Regions from separate parts of the Rattus norvegicus genome. Here region 2 is linked to region 1. The links are chromatin contacts, called in public Hi-C maps. All regions are on one chromosome and are shown on one strand. The core of a region is the stretch at or near the end of the contact, and the rest is flanking DNA. Distances in the headings are between cores, read along the strand shown. Region 1 holds the start of Rpl10a (ribosomal protein L10A). Region 2 holds the start of Armc12 (armadillo repeat containing 12).

The links. A called contact is a pair of places that touch in the nucleus more often than the background predicts.
Region 2: a Hi-C map of the A7r5 cell line shows a contact between it and region 1, with 7 times the contacts expected there. The contact joins the promoter of Armc12 here to the promoter of Rpl10a in region 1. A contact is called at or near these places in 3 of 12 Hi-C or Micro-C datasets (the A7r5 cell line, the Rat2 cell line and frontal cortex).

The regions. Positions count from the first base shown.
Region 1 is chr20:6,389,147-6,392,378 of GRCr8, forward strand. It overlaps Rpl10a (ribosomal protein L10A), which reads left to right and starts at 1,387. Exons shown (of 6, transcript NM_031065.1): 1 at 1,387-1,417; 2 at 1,611-1,685; 3 at 1,788-1,868; 4 at 2,220-2,368. The coding sequence starts at 1,413.
Region 2 is chr20:6,587,362-6,590,871 of GRCr8, forward strand. Armc12 (armadillo repeat containing 12) reads left to right here and starts at 2,212. Exons shown (of 6, transcript NM_001113777.1): 1 at 2,212-2,381; 2 at 3,216-3,361. The coding sequence starts at 2,219.

The sequences.
Region 1 (3,232 bases), core at 137-2,636:
CAGGGGTGCCTGCTGCAGACCTGTCTGACATCTGTCTTTCCACAGACCTGAGCAAGTACCTCACTCAAAAAAAAAAAAAAAAAAAAAAAAGATTTAGCACACAGCTGGGCATGGTGGCGCACACTTTAAGCCCGGAACTCAGGAGATAGAGGCCAGTGGATCTCTAATTCAAGGGCAGCAAATTCTAAGAGAGTCGGGGGTACACAAAGAAACAAAAGTTCACCACACTGACGTGACTGAATTAGCCCAAGAAAGTTCAGGGACAACATCCTCCTACCTTAGCCCTGCAGTGGGTGGGGAACAGAGGTCTCTGGGTACTTCTCAGACCACAGCTTCCTCTGAAGTCCTGAATCCCCTGACGCAGGGAGGGGAGGAGGGAGGGAGGCCAGTCCAGTGAGAAAGTCTGGTTTCTGAGAAGGAGACGATGCAGGGTACAGAGGCAAGGGGAACGATGCGCAAGGGACAAACGTCTCTTTCCAGTGTGAGTGGCACTCGAAGCTCCAACCTGCCTGCCACTTAACTCCACTCTGACCCTGGCGCGAACCTGCTTTACTCTACGTGATGCGTGCTGTGTATGTGCTTGGGTGGAATGAACCCTTCTCAGATCTGCCCCCTGCTAATGGTGGGTGCTGGCCACATCTATGACGTGTTTCCAGAGAGGGTGGCCTGGAATGAGTCACTCCAGATTTGAAGGCTTCCTGCAATGATCCTTGACCCCGCGCCTCTCTATTCACTGCAAAGACGGGGGTCAGGCACCAAGAACGACTTTGTTTGAAATGCCAACTAATTGAGAAAAGACAGTGTGGGAGGGGGCGTTTGTTCAAAGTCCATCATGCCTGGAGGCTGAATCCGGAGCAGTTTATACAAGATGGCTAGGGCGAGACTGGTGGGCGCCTTCTCCCAGGTTACGCTTAAACGAGGCGCATCTGATCCTAATCCAGTCACAAGATGCTTTTCAGTTCTGCAGATCTCAGCAAGGATCGTTTCCTCGAGCTATTCCTGTCATCCGTGCCTCAGTCCACAAGTTGGTCCATTGCATAATGCACGGCTACAGGGAGCAGCCGCCCAGTGGCTCTCCGGGGCTCATCACCAAACTAGGCGATGAAAGAGAACGCTTCCACTGGTGACTGTGGAAGACATGGGACAGGCAGAAGATAGACAGCGGGCAGAAATCCGATCCCAATGCCCCAGCTTCGGCCCCAGTCCCAGTGCAGAACTGCCAGCTGCTCCTAAAGCAGGTCTCACGGTGCAGCCACGTGGTGGCGCCCCCTAGCGGCCTCACACAGCAGCGCTTCTCCGCTTTGGCTAAGCGCGGAGCCGGCGGAACGAGCCATTCTCGCGAGAGCACGAGCTCTATTTGAGCGCCTGCGCGAAACCTTCTGCCTTCTTTTCCGGTTCCCGCAGCCGCAGCCATGAGGTAGGTAGTTATTCGGGGTACTATCCGCCGCCATCCGTGCACCCGGCTGTCCCGCGGACTCCCTGCGGCCCGCTTCGGAGGCTCTCCCGGCGGCTACCCGTGTCGCGAGCCTTTTCCCGGCATGCTGTGGGCCTGTCATCCGGCCCGGGGTCCAGTAGGGCCGACCCTGAGCACCCTTGCTTCTCCCCAACAGCAGCAAAGTTTCACGCGACACCCTCTACGAGGCGGTGCGGGAAGTCCTGCACGGGAACCAGCGTAAGCGCCGCAAGTAAGCGCGGGCCTCCCCGGGCGGGACGAGCAATCCTGGGCCAGGGCGAGCAACCCCGGGCACGGCGAGCATCCCCCGGTTCACAGCTCCCCTTTCGCTTAGGTTTCTGGAGACGGTGGAGCTGCAGATCAGCCTGAAGAACTACGACCCTCAGAAGGACAAACGCTTCTCGGGCACCGTCAGGTTGGCACCGCTCTGACCCCACCCAGCCCTCAGTGTCCCGGTGTGGCCTCCCCGTTGTCGCTCTGGCCGAGCCCGAGGCGGGCACGGGGACACTGACGTGCCAGGGTAGTTCAGGAGTCCTGCTACGGGCAGGCTCTCTGGACGGACCCCCACCCTGGGTCTTAAAACAAGAGGGGAGGCGTGGGGAGGCCTCGGCCGAGCCCGCCGGCTAGCCTGAGAAGCCAGGCTAGTGTCGCACAGACCTCCGGGTAAGGCTCGGGGCTTGCTGCTACCTCAGATGCCTTCAGCCTGTTGGGCGACTCCAGCATCAGGCATGACCTGTTGTGTCTCTTCCCCACCCCCTGAACGCAGGCTTAAGTCCACCCCTCGCCCCAAGTTCTCCGTGTGCGTCCTGGGGGACCAGCAGCACTGTGATGAAGCCAAGGCCGTGGATATCCCCCACATGGACATCGAGGCGCTCAAGAAGCTTAACAAGAACAAGAAGTTGGTCAAAAAGCTGGGTAGGTGTAGCTGGACTGATGTGTTGGGGGAGCTTGAAATGAGCTGGGGCTCACAGGGGCTGACTCGAGGGCGGTTCTCCACTTGCTGGCTGGCTTGCCTTACCTGACCCGAGACCACCTGCCCAGGAGTGGCACCAATCAGTGTGCTTCACATCAGTTTGCAATAAAGAAAATGCCCCCTCAGGCCAGTGTGATGGAAGCCTCAGGTGTGTGCAGCTGAGGTGTTTGGTGTTTTAACCCACAGAGGGCTCACAAGGGCCTGTGACCCTGGGTGGTAGCCCCTATCGACCATGATAGGTGGGATATTTAGTAGTCAGGCACTGGAAGGCTTCTTTTACCTGTGGTGAGCTGGGCAGTAGTCGTACCTGCTTTTACACACAGAAGGAAATAGCTCCATCTGTTTCTTTAAAAGTATTCGGGCGCAAGGCACTGGGTTTGGTCCCCAGCTCCGAAAAAAAGTATTCGGGGAGTCAGCTTGGCTCCAACTGACAGGGGTTGAAGGTAACCCCCTCTCTGTATCCTCAGGTGTGTCCTTAAGTTTTCCCAGGCCTGTTGGGGGCTTCTCAAATAGCTGGGCTTGGCCCATCTTTGACAGATTTTGAGGTGCTTTTTTACCCTTAAGATTTTATTTATGTATATGAGCAGGCTGTCATCTGTCCTCAGACACACCAGAAGAGGGCACCAGATCCCATTACAGATGGTTGAGAGCCACCATGTGGGTGCTGGGAATTAATTGAACTTGAGAGGTCTGGAAGAGCAGGGCTCTGACTGCTGAGCCTTGTCTCTGGCACATATATTGAGACACGTTAAATGCTGACTTACAGTAAATCTAACATGACTGCTGGGAAACCAAGGGGTGGGGGC
Region 2 (3,510 bases), core at 962-3,461, 200 kb after region 1:
AGACTCCAGAGCTGCAATTGGAAACTAGACGGGACAGCAGAACTGTCTAAGGTGTCCACCCGTTCTTTTCAAACTCGGGTGGGCAGAGGGATCGATGAGTGAGGAACAGTCTGTCACTCGTGTGGGAATCCAACACAAAGTTATGGATTCTGAAAGCTGACTGTGAGCTTCCCCCAAGCTGTCCTCAGGAAAGACACCCAAAGGCCCAGGCCCAGAAGTGGGCCTCTGCTGCCCTCTAGTGGAATAAAGTGGAAATTGGCACCCGCTGGCCCCCTCAAACCTGGCTCAAAGAAAAAGGAACAGGAGAATGGTCAAAATACACAGCACACAGGTACTAAGAGGTCTTAGTGAAACTCCTCAGTTTGAACAGTAAATGTGTATGCTGATTAAAAATAAAACGAAGGCGGCAGTGCACACCTTTAATCTTAGCACTGGGGCAGTCTGGTCTACAAAGCGAGTTCTAGGACAGCCAGAGCTACACAGAGAAACCCTGTCTCAAAGAACAAACAAATAAACCAACAGGCAAAAGCCAGACACAATAGTGTAATCTGAACACTGATCCCCTTGAATCAAGTCAGTGAGCCCAGGTTCAATGAGAGTTCTTGTCTAGGGAAGCCTAGAGAGATTCTCAGCAGTTAGGAGTGCATGCTGCTCTTGAAGAGGACCTGGGTTCAATTCCCAGCACACACATCTTTCTGGCAGAAATGCTCACAAACCTACACACATATATAAACACAGGCACACAAGGTAATAACAATGCAGTAAGAGGGAGCTGGAGGGATGGCTCAGTGGTCAATCCTGAGCAGGAAAACCCGCCAATCCCTGAGCTCACTCAAGCTCAGGCATTGAAATCCCACCAATCCTCACCCTGGAAATCTCCCAGGGGAAATCGCCCCACCCCAACCCCAACCCCGCTGGGCAAGAAATCTTTTATAAACTTTGCCACCTACTCAGTTCTTAGCTGCTTCTCACTGGAGCAGAGACAGCCACCCTCCCAACAGATCTCTTGTGTAAGATTTGTTATGCAAATGTTGACCTCGTGGCATTCCCTGGCTCCCAATTGCCAGGATACCAATTTGTGAGGAGCAAAGCTGTAACATTTTCACAAGAGCAGAGCTTTGTCTGGGTATACTCCCCCCCCCCCCACCGAGCAGAACTGTAACACTTGATAACCCTTCCCTAGGGGAAGCCTTTTCCTTCTGAACTGCCAACACTTAGACCCACAGCAAAACAGGAGCTGGTCATGGTGATGCACACCAATAACCCACCGTCACTAGGGAGGTCAAGGCAGGAAGACCAATCAGTATAATAAGAGCCTGAACTAGGTGATATTTCCCTTCAAAAATAAGAGGGGGTTGGGGATTTAACTCAGTGGTAGAGCGCTTGCCTAGCAAGCCCAAGGCCCTGGGTTCGGTCCCCAGCTCCGAAAAAAAGAAAAGAAAAAAAAATAATAAAAGAGAGGAGATAGAGGGCTCCTCGAAGTTAAATGCCCTTGCTCTTCCAGATGACCCTAGGTCGGTTACCCGCAGAGCGCACACATCACCCAGCTCGCCGCTATCTGTCACTCCAGCTCTAGCAGGTCCAACGCTTTCTTCTGTACTCCTCAGGTATCCAGTGCATGTGACTTTGACACAAGTAATTTAAAAAGCCAGGCGTGGTGGTGCACGCCTTTAACCCCAGCAAGGGGAAGGCAGAAGCAGGCAGATTTCTCAGATCTGGGTTGGCCAGCCAGGGTTACACAGAGAGACAAACAAGCACTGACTGCTCTTCCAGAGGTCCTGAGTTCAATTCCAGGCAACCATCTATGATCACAACCATCTATAATCAGATCTAGTGCCCTCTTCTGGCCTGCAGGCAGAAAACTGTATAGTGTATATATAATAAATAAATAAATATTTTTAAAAACCCCATAAAACTTTTCAGTGGTTTTCTGTGCTAGGCAAATACTACTTCTGAGCCCTACTCCCCTCCCTACCTTCTACCCCTAGAGTCTCTGGCTTCTCTGCAGCCTCCCAAAGCAGCATCTTCTCTCAGCACTCAGGGCCTCTTACTTCCCTGAGGGCCATCCTTGACCCCCGTCATCTCCAAAGTTTCCTTTGTTGCCTAGTTACAATTCTAGCACTCTGGTTCTGGGCCCTGCCAGGGTTCTGGTTCCGGAATGTTCTCTCCAGGTGCCTTGGGCCTAGCTCCTACCTAGCCACAAGGCAGCACTGAAGACATGGGTAAGACCATTCCCTCGTACCTGGAGCAACTGGACCTCCGCAAAGGCTTCATAGGCCTGGCTACAGGTGCCGGGGCCATATACCTGCTGTACAAGGCCATCAGAGCTGGCTTAAAGTGTCAGTCACCGCTCTGTTCCGACTCACCTATCTGCATTGCCCGTGAGTGTCCAATCCCTGGGGAGAGGGCTTTGCCCCAGGAGGTACCTGCTTCTAAGGCTTCCCCTTCCTTCTTTCTCTTCTCCAGTCTGCCTCAGTTTCCCTCCCCCTTCCCAGCACTAGCAAGGCACGGCTGTAGAAGCTAGTTTGGGAGTCTCTGGGTAGCAGCTCTCTGTGGAGCCAGTCTCCAGGAACTGTCCACCCTGCTCCCTCTCTCTCTGGTCTATGTATTGGAAACTGAAGTCAAAAACTTGGTCAGGAACTGGAGACACTGAGGGAAAGAAAAGTTGAGAGACCTTTTTGCCCTGAGTTTCCAACTAGGTCATGGGGTACTTTAAATGTTTATCTTATGTATTTGGGGGTCTTGCCTACCTACGAGTACTGACGTAACGGACAATTGTGAGCCACCAGGCGGTTGCTGGGATTTGAACTCAGGACCTCTGAGAGAGCAGCCAGTGTCCTTAACCACTGACCCATCTCTCTAGTCCCCCTAGGGTACTTTTGTGGCATCAGGAAAAGGGTCACTAAGTTGAGACACGTTGGTTGCCAACTGCCAAGAGTATCCCGATGAGAACAGAACCCTACCAGGAAAGTTGTAACTGTGAAAAGACAAAGGAGCGACCGACACGCAGACAGCACAATAGTAGACATGGTTCTTGGTGTGGTGCACACTTGGTAGGGTAGTCCGGGAAACGCTCCACTCAGCAGACCAAAAGTTTCCATTTTAGGAAAAGCCTTAGACCTCAGCTTCCCTCCTTACCCCGTTTTCCCACTTCCCAGCCCCTTGCGTTCCTCAATGAGTCCGTATCCCTAACTGTGGACTGGGGTGTTGTTTAGGCCTGGCCATAGAGAGAGAGCGCCACGGGCGGGACTCGGGTGAGATTCGAAGACTTCTCCACTCTCTAGAGTGCAAACACGATGCATATACCAAAAGCATGGTCCTTCATAGCATCACCCGCTGCGTGTACTTGCTGGAAGCTGAGGTGGGCTGGGCTGGGCTGGGCTGGGCTGGGCTGGGCTGGGCTGGGCTGGGCTGGGCTGGGCTGGGCTGGGCTGGGCTGGGCTGGGCTGGGCTGGGCTGGGCTGGGCTGGGCTGGGCTGGGCTGGGCTGGGCTGGGCTGGGCTGGGCTGG